2 separate regions of the Mus musculus genome follow, and region 1 is linked to region 2. Evidence: chromatin contacts called from public Hi-C data. All regions are on one chromosome and are shown on one strand. The core of a region is the stretch at or near the end of the contact, and the rest is flanking DNA. Distances in the headings are between cores, read along the strand shown. Region 1 holds the start of Manea (mannosidase, endo-alpha). Region 2 has its middle 86 kb from the start of Manea.

Evidence for each region. A called contact is a pair of places that touch in the nucleus more often than the background predicts.
Region 1: a contact with region 2 is called in a Hi-C map of adipose-derived mesenchymal stem cells, with 1.6 times the contacts expected there. The contact joins the promoter of Manea here to the enhancer-like site in region 2. A contact is called at or near these places in 1 of 39 promoter capture datasets (the C10 cell line), 4 of 484 Hi-C or Micro-C datasets (adipose-derived mesenchymal stem cells, reprogramming fibroblasts and uterus) and 1 of 9 other capture datasets (liver).

Annotation. Positions count from the first base shown.
Region 1 is chr4:26,344,557-26,349,514 of GRCm38.p6, reverse strand. Manea (mannosidase, endo-alpha) reads left to right here and starts at 2,863. Exons shown (of 5, transcript NM_172865.2): 1 at 2,863-2,918.
Region 2 is chr4:26,258,127-26,263,136 of GRCm38.p6, reverse strand. No RefSeq gene overlaps it. Among named protein-coding and RNA genes, the nearest start is that of Manea, 86 kb to the left of the region's middle. Within about 2 kb of position 3,621, at least 17 of the 459 cell types and tissues checked have an H3K27ac peak or open chromatin away from gene starts, as enhancers often do. A contact at or near this core is called in adipose-derived mesenchymal stem cells, where this site is marked.

The DNA of each region.
Region 1 (4,958 bases), core at 1,614-4,113, 87 kb before region 2:
CAAATCTGACAACCACAGGGTGATGCAATGTGAATCTACTTTAATTGATTTACTCTGGCAGTAATAAAAGATATTTTTTAAAGCAAGTGGGCATACATATAAATATTTATAGAATAAAGTCCTTCCCTTGGATTCAACATCAGGAAAATCTATTAATAACCATAAATGTACTAGAACAGGACATTATGACTATTTTAAAAGATGGTAAAAATTAATTTGATCAACTAAGCAAATTTTCATGCTAAAAAAGCTGGAAATGGGGTACTTAGTATGGTAATTGCTTAGAAGCAGTCAATTGTATAATGAAAAATGCATTCTACACCTCAAAATTCATGATAAAATTTAAATGGTATTGAATTTTACTTGGAATAGTATAGCAGTCTGTCACTAGGGCCATAGGACATGATGCTGAATGTCTGGTGAATGTGTTTTAAAGAAGAAGAGATGATTTAGATAGAAAAATCACATTTATAAAGTGAACAAGTCTGCACAGGTAACAGCAAGTACAGCAAACACATCACAATGCTAGCCCACTCTATGGATAGGAAATACACATAAGAACATGGCTCCTTTGGGCTAATTAGGATAATAATCCGCTGGAATTTTATTTTCAGTGCTCGAAATTAATCTCAGGGTCATATGCATTTTACCATTGACCATAGAGGATCAGACTATACAATATGTAATTTAAAGAAAGTTATGTTTAAATTTAGCAAGAAACATGAGGAATCTATGTAATAAAAGCCTGCAAAAACTTAAGTAACATGAACTAAGACTCATTGGGGAACATACCAGTCTCAAATATAAATCTATAAACATAACATTTTCCCAGAGAATATATCTCTAAACTGTAAATTTCTATAAATTTAACTCTAAAATTTTATTGAAATACAATCAATATCCAGAGTCTTTTAATGCATGTTGGCTAGTTTATTCTAAAATTTGTAAAAATGTATAAAAACCCAATTTTAGCTAACATAATTGAAATAAAATCAATAAGAAAAATGATGTTACAAATTTTATATGTACATACAGTCTGGTACATAGGTGCTCTAACTGATTGTCAATATTGTTCATTCATTTCTATGTATAATGTTTCATATAACTAAAGCTAAGATTTTTAGAAGCAAAAGAGAATAGTTCATGACCATTTTAAAAATGATACAGTAAGGTGGACTTCAGTATTATGTTGAATAGAGCTACTAACAACATTTTGTTCTTGATGTTACCACAACACTATTAAAGTTGTACCACAAATTTTTGTGTCAATTGTAAAAATTTAATGTCTGATGCAAGGTTACACAATTGTAATATTCTTAAATGCAACAAGAAATATCCTAAACTTTAAGGATTTTGATTATCAAGATACCACAGAAGTGAAGACAATGCACAAAGTGAAGGTATTTGTACATAAGGTACATTTATTTCTTCACATAGAAATTAATTAAAATATCCAAAATAAAATGAACTTAGATTGAAAGCAGTCATTTTTCCAGTAAGCCTAATAGCCAGAGGGATGTGAACAGGCGGATATCTTCAGGATGGAGGGGAACACATAACTTAAAGGAAATTCAATTTGATGACATTTTGGGGAAAACATTAAAAGACAGTTTTTATAATGATGAAGCAAACTAGTTGATGCAAAATAGATTGTATGTTTAGGAATTTCAAATCATAAATGTGTAGCAAACATGTTTGCATGGAAAATCAGAAAATATTTCACTTATTTAATATGCAAAGCCAGGAAGATAGGATTTTTAGGAAACTACATATTTTCAAAATCCTACTTTTAAAAGAGCAAGATATTTAAGAACACAATATACTGCTTAATGGTGATAGTGAAACAAGACTCTTTGCCTTAAGCTTTTGCAGCCATCACTAGGGTATTTTCTTTCATTATTTACATGTATATTTCAAATCTCTTTTATAATCCGGTAGTTTTTTAAAGGGAAGCCTTTACAATACTTTTCACAACATCACATCTGAAAGTTCTACCCCTTGAGTCAAGATTGCCTTGTTACCATGCAACAAAAACAAAACATAGAATCCTCTTGGTATGTGAGGCTGATGTAAGATGGAAACCCCAGATGCAGCCTCGCCTCTGCTGCAATTTTTTTTTTTTTTTTTTTTTTGCTTCTGACTTATTCTCTTTCTACTGTAATTGTACAATTACACAATTGTATTGTACAATTGTATTGATTCCTAGTATACTTGTGGAAGTTTAATATATCTGTCTGTCTACTTCTGACTTGCCAATAACTGTTTGATAAACTAAAACACGTTTTCAACTTTAAAACTTTGGAAATACCCAATGTATTATAAATCTGAGTAACATTTAAAAGGATTTTTTAAAAGTGAAAAACAAAACACATCTGGTCTCTATCAGAGAGTCTTGGCTTATCTTGAGAGGCAAAAGTGTAAAAGAACTTTCATTTCTCCTTGGAGCAATTAAGGGATACTGTCTGACTTAATGTAGTTTCCTCCACCATGACCCTGCAGTAGACTCCAGGACAAGCTAGGGGACTCGGAGCCTCTCCCCGAAAGCCCCGCCCGCTTAGGTCCGCCCAGAAGCCCCGCCTTCTCGGAGATTCAACCCCTGGAGCCACGCCCCGCGCTGTCCTTTAGGAGGCGGGACCTGGGAGGGGTAGCGGTGCGGCCGCAAGAGCTGTCAGCCCTGGTAGGATTCACGGTTCTTTCTCTTATCCGGTGGGTCCACGCGGAGGCAGGGTCCCAGACCCCGGTGAGCAATTGTGAGGCCCCGGAACTGAGACCCACAGGGACTCCGCAGCTAACCCCTGCGCGCTCGCCCGCCAGCCAATCGTGGGCCGCCTGCCTGCGACGCCCTTTGACCCCGGGCCTCTAGGAATCCAGTCGCGCTCAGCCCAGCAGCCCGGTTCCGCGCCGGTCCCCGCCGCTAGGTTAGTGTCCGCACCGCGCCTGAGCCCGTCCTTGTCTGCCTGGATGCCCGAGTTGGCCCTGAGGTGGTTCATCACCACTCGGTCCTGAGCCCCGAACCTGCGAGCGGAGGCCCCTGGCGGTCGCCCGGCCGTCTCCTAGCCCAGCTTACGACCCCGAAGGCCGCCAGGACAAGTGCGTCCTCCTCCGGGGTCTTTGTTCTGTTCTCCTTTAACTGGCCGGGCTCTGCCTTTTCCACTGTCCCTTCAGGGTGGCCGTCTCCTTTTCTGTCTGCGGAGGAACAAGTTGGCGAGGACCGGAGCTTAAAACTTTTGTTTTGTTGTTGTCAAAGACATAAACGGATAATATAGTGGGAGAAGTACTGAAAATGGCTTACAAGGAGGCTTTCGTGAGCGTTGTTGTGGGTCTGGAATGAGCTTAGAAAGACAAATGAGAGTGGTTGGTCTGATCGCATTGCAATGTGTGGGCTGCAGCTTGGAAGAAAAAAAAAATGCAGAACTACTGTAGGTTTTGGTGAAACTATTTCAGGTTAGTTACACTTACAAAGCTGCTGCTCTTATTCCTATAATAAGCAATGAGTTGAGTATGTGGTCAGAAAATAAACACAATGAGCTAGCTGCCTTCTCCTTAAGTGTGAGCTACAGCGGAAGGCGAGGGAACCATTGTTAAGTCACCTTCCACAGTGAAAAAATGTCATTGTAGTATGACTTCTCTACTTGAGGCCGCTCAGGGCAGGCTGGAGCCAGGAACCTAAGGTCCAGTACAGTGTTTTGCCTTTGTAGGGTGCTCAGCTGTTTACTAGCCCAAAATCTTGGAAAAAGTTCTCTGCTCAGTTTCATCACCTGTAACATGAAGTTCTGTTTCATAGACGGTTGTGAAGATAAAAATGGAAAATGAGATTATGCCGGACAGAACTTGTGTACAAAAGATTACCCACACTTTGACCTGAGCAAGATTCTGAAAGTTTTAGATGTGTGTTCTGAGCGTTAGCTGTATCTAACTGTAGGTACTTCCTCTAGCATAAAATTAGAAGAAAATAGCATCAACAGAATGAAATAAAACAGGAAGAATCTTTATAATTTAATTATAACTTTAAAATGGAATCTGCATTTTCCTGAGCTATATAATATGAGCAAATGCATTTAAAACAATCCACAACATTCGGCTTCAGGGTTATTTAGATCTCTTAGCTGCTTGAGGAGTATGTAGTACTATTCATTCGAAATCACTTGACTTTCACAACATAAAATTAGCATGGTTTCAGAAGAACTAGTTTTCTAACTCGGGGTAGTGCAAACTTCCCTTTGAGTGAGGACACATTGTTAGTAGTCAGTAGCCTGAGCTTCTTGCTTTAAGAAGCTACACACCTGCAGTTGACTGGAAGTTTGGTAGTTGTTTTTCTCACAAGGGACTTATGAAACCTCTTTCTTTAGTTAGAGCTAAGTAAAGTAGTTTCTTTGTCTGTCTCCTGCAAGAGCACTGCTTGTTTTATGCTTCAGGGGCAATGTGTTGTCACAAAATTTAAGATGCTCTATTGTTTAGATGGTCTTCAAAATTATTGAATCTTCATGAATTTTCTTTTACAGTGTTGTTTATACACCTCACACAAATCATAAATTTTCTTTTACAGTGTTGTTTATACACCTCACACAAATATGGTCTGCATATGTATAATAGAATATGTTACAGATATATTTGCTGAATACCTACCATTGTAAGAAAAAGGAGGGCCAAAACTTAAGTAAGCTGAATAATAATCAGAGGTATATAATATTTTTTGGGATCTAGTAGAGTATAAATACACTAGGGTGTATATATATATATATATATATACCCTATACACACACAATCACACACACACACACAATCACACACACATATATATATATATATATATATATATATATATATATATATGCTGTAGTATATATATATTCAAAAACTTGTACACAGATAAGTTGGTATAGTGTACAGTGTAAGAATTGCCAACATTAAAGAAGAGCAGGGTTGCTTCAATAGAGTTTTCTACTCAGGAGTCTTTA
Region 2 (5,010 bases), core at 2,372-4,871:
AGATAAAAAAGGAGTGGAGATCTAAAGACCGCTTTGACATCAGCCATGAAGATGCAGAGTTTGGAGTTTGCCCAGCTGTTTTCCTGCCTTGCTTTGGAGATTACAGTTAATTAGTTGGATGAATCTCAGAAGAGACCTTGAACTTTGGACTTTTAACATTATTGAGATTGCTATAGACTATGAGGACTTTGAAAGTTGAACTAAATGCATTTTGCATTATGCTTTAAGTATGGCCCCCATAGACTCATGTTTTTGAACAAGTCTGTGGGGACCAGGGAGTGGAATGTGATGGCTTTTATATCCTTGGACCAGGGAGTGGCATCATCTGGAGGTGTGGCCTTTTTGGAATAGGTGTGACCTGGTTGGAATGGGTGTGTCACTGTGGGTGTGGGCATAAGATCCTCACCCTATTTGCCTGGAAGTCATTCTTCTACTAGCAGCCTTTGGATGAAGACATAGAGCTCTCAGCTCCTCCTGCACCATGCCTGCCTGGATACTGCCATGCTCCCACCTTGATGATAATAGACTGAACTTCTGAACCTGTAAGCCAGCCCCAATTTAATGTTGTTTTTTATAAGACCTGCCTTGGTCATGGTGTCTGTTCACAGCAATAAAACCCTAACTAAGACAAGTACCATCATGGTTTTGTTCATTTTCTTTTTCAGACAAAATCTTCTAATAAATAGCTCAGGCTTGCCTTCAACTTATAATCCTCTAGCCTTATGTTCCCAAATTTTGAGATTATGGGCAGGTACCAACACATTCATCTAATTTGCAATCATTCATGAGTAACTCTTAACAACTAAAAAATAGAGGAGTTTGAACTTACTTCCTGGGTAGGCTGAGGATTTAATTGGGATGGGAATTATAAAAACAAAACAAAACAAAAAACAGAAATGTTTGTGGTACTTCATGTGTTATTAGTGATAAAATAAAAGGAGAGAATTAGAAGATAGACAATCTAGAAGGTTACCATAGAGGTCACAGCATGACTCTGAGGCTGATAGGAGGTCTTTTTAAAGTTATTGCCCACTTCTAAATGTAAGAGAGAAATCTAACATTAAGCTGTTCTATTCTGCTTTAAGACAGGTACTATCTCTGTACTTAGACTGACATGGAGTTCAATGTATAGTCAGTTGTTGCCTTATACCCACAGTAATTCGTCTGCCTCAGTCTCCCATATGCTGGGACTACAGGTGTGAGAGGCATGGCATCCAGCTTGAAATTAAAACCAACCAACCAACCAACCAACAAACAAACAAAACACAAAAGAAACCTTTTTATCTGAAGATATGGAATTATTAAAGGATGGCCCAATATTTTCTTCAACTTCAAATCAGTATTTCTAGATTAGTATATTGAGTACTTTTTTCTGACAGTTACACAGTGGGAATAATTCTTCTGAGAGAGAACTACAGGAGATAGAGAGAATGACTGGCTTGCACAGTGTTTGCTCTGCTGAAACTCAGTGAAAGGGAAGACTGGTTCTTTCTGGACATGCTTGCCTAAGTGCACATGAAGACTTACACATCAGTTTTCTTCTTACTTCAGTGGTAAAATCTGCCTGCTGTGAGTTTTATGACATTGTTCTGATAAGCAAAAAATTCAGATGATAGAACTAGACTTCCATTCTTACTTTGTTATCTGTGCATTTGATCTCTGTCTCTGTCTCTCTATGTCTCTCTCTGTCTCTCTGTCTCTGTCTTTCTGTCCCTCTGTCTCTCTGTCTGTCTGTCTGTCTGTCTGTCTCTGTCTCTGTCTCTGTCTCTGTCTCTCTCTCTCTCTCTCTCTCTCTCTCTCTCTGTGTGTGTGTGTGTGTGTGTGTGTGTGTGTGTGTATAAGCAGAGTCTTATGCTATACCTAGGATCTTTCATGAAATAATTCTTCCCATAAAAGCCTATTGACATGTAGTTTATGATGTTGCATTCAACTTGAATCATGATGCAAACATGTCCACTCTGCTTTTAGACTTGCTGTGTGATGGTTTTACACTATTTAGTGTCCCGATATTACAAAAACATAGAAGCTGTTGTTCTTAATGGATCATAGCTGTGATTTTTTTTCTCATTTAAAATGTGCTCTTCTGTGTGAGTAGTTTTGTTTACCACTTTGTGAATATGTATTCATGGAGATAATTTGGTTTTATGACAATGGTTTCCATGCACTATAAAATTTTGTACTTTTCATTTAGTTTTGTATTCTCAGATCCACAAAATACACCAGAATTAATCCTATTAATCTGTTGTTTTAAATTTTGTGCAGTTATTAAAATATTCATCAGAAACTTAATTTTCCTGAGGCTGTATACATTGAGACTTTTAAAAGTTGTAATTCAAGTTGATAATGAAAACCATGCAAACTATTCAAACACAAAAATGGTTTCAGAATGAAAATAACACTTTTGCTTATGAAAAAGTTTGATCACTGAACAATAACACAAACAAAGGTAGAAAAACCTAAAAATGAAAAAGACGATGATTCTGTAAATGTGACTTGCCTCATATTTTGCCCGTTCCTACCCACTCTGCAGTGCAAGTCCTGTGTTTCATCAGTAACCAAAGCTTTGAAGCCAATGGCATTAGGTTTTACTTCTGTTGTTTGCTCATATTCAGACTAAATACTTCTGAGAACAATCTCACTTTCATTAGTTCCTTTTTGAGCCTGTTCATTACTGCCTTTCTCTGTGTGTGCTTTTCCATTTTCTTCTTGCTGCTGTGGCCATCCCCTAACTCTCCTGTTCATCAGGATACTTCAGTGCTTGAAGATGGGCTAGTACTCCACTTTTCTCTGTAGGTTGAAAGCAACTGCTAAGTGCAGCCTCTGTTTCTCCTCTCTAGTGAAAAGAGCTTGTGTTATTAAAGCCACTTGTGATTTCCTTCCAAATCCATCTTTTGAACTTTCACAAACATCTCATTAGCTCTGTTTAGTTTACCTTACATGAATCAGATCTCCCTATCAACTAAAAAAAAATGCTTAAATCTTTAAACTTTCAAAGAAAAAAATATAAACTTTAAATTTCCCCAATCCTCAAATATCTCTCTCTCTCTCTCTCTCTCTCTCTCTCTCTCTCTCTCTCTCTCTCTCTCTCTCTCACACACACACACACACACACACACACACACACACAATCTTCTGGTAGTATTTAAATACTCAGTTCGCAAAGAGGGAGGGATGAGATGAGATGAGAGCCATACCTAAGCTTTACAAATACATGCCTTGGCCTGAGACCAGAACATTTCTATCTGACTGTTCCTAGACCTAGGGCTGGAAGATTCAAGCCTCTGTATAATCTAATTTTCTGCAATCCCAGACTTTGAAGGATTCAGCTTCCAGCCTTTGTCTACTAACCTAGGCCTAGAATGTTTCAGCCTCTGAGACTTACTGCTGAATAATTGCATCCTTTGTCATTCTTCCTGAAATCTGGCTGGCTGATTCAACTAAGCTGTCTGGCTGCAACTCCTCTCTAAGATGATTGATTGAAGTTGGTGTTTCTTGGCTCCTGCTTGACTTACTCTGCTTGTAAAACTGCCTCTGAACTCCATGAACAGAACTGCACAAACTCAACTGATCTCAGCTGCATTAAACTGAACTGAGTTTAACTGCACTCAACTGAACTGCACTAAACTTAACTGGCTCTCTTCTTGCACTGCTCTCAAGCAGCTTCTCTTGTCTGTTCTTGAGAGAGTTGGGCACATTCTGCCTCTGACTCATTATGTCAAATATTTCTCTGATTCATGACTTTTCCTCTCAATTAGATGTCATTGTTTGAGAGTAGAGGTGTGTATTAAATGCCTGTCTGTATTCCAGCCAGAAGAATTAAAGGACTGTACTAAGCACTTGTCAAGGTCTTTGGCTGTGATCCCTTGTCAGAGTAGCCAAACTGTTGGATTAAAATTCCTCTACAACTCAGGTCTGAACACTTCAATTTCTATATTTCTATCCTTGAATTTCATAGCATGTTTAATTTTTTTTCTTCTGATCACTTCATGATTAATTATGCTCTACTTTTAAAAAATATTTGTTTTATATTATGTATGTCCATAGGGCCAGTAGAGTTCAGAAGAGAACATCAAATATCATGGAATTGGAGTTATAGATGGTCTTCAGCCACCAAGTGGATGCTGAGTGCCAAACTCGGGTCCTCTACAGTAGCAGACAGTGCTCTTAACCTCTGAGGTATCACTCCAGTCCCTGTGCTACCTTTCTTGATATGATTTTCTTCCTTATCCCACATAAACACTGACTATATCACTTTTCTGTTACCAACCCTACAATGTTTTAAAGTTTTATCATTCATTTATTCCTCCAAATTTGTAGATTTACTTTCAAATTTTATTCTCACTTTTATTTTTTTTACTGTAAAATTCTTTAAAAATCTCATTTCAGTGTCTAGTTTCTTAATAAGTAAATGACTTTCAAAATATATGTTGATTTCTAGTCATACAACATATATTTCTTTTATTTCATTGTATTTTTTTTAAAGTTCTAAAGTTCTGGTTTAGTTAGGTTTTCTATTGCTGTACTGAAACACCATGCCAACGTGGTGAGGAAATGTTGAATTTCATTTACAGCTCATAATTCATCATTCATGGGGAGTCAGAGTAGGGACCTGGATGCAGCAACTGATTCAAGGGTCATAGAGGAGTGCTATTTACTAGCTTTGTCCTCATAGCTTGCTCTACCTGCATTGTTTGTTTGTTTGTTTGTTTTTTGTTTTTCGAGACAGGGTTTCTCTGTATAGTCCTGGCTGTCCTGGAACTCACTTTGTAGACCAAGCTGGCCTCAAACTCAGAAATCCACCTGCCTCAGCATCCTGAGAGCTGGGATTAAATGTGTGCACCACCACACCCGGCCTCTACCTGCATTCTTATAACACCCAGGGCTACCAGGCCATATGTGGCCCCAGAGGCTTTCCCATAACTCAGTCTTATGGAGGAATGTTAATGATGGCTGTGATATTTAGTTTTTATTACTAACTTGACACAATGTAGAATCGCCTGGGTAGAGAGT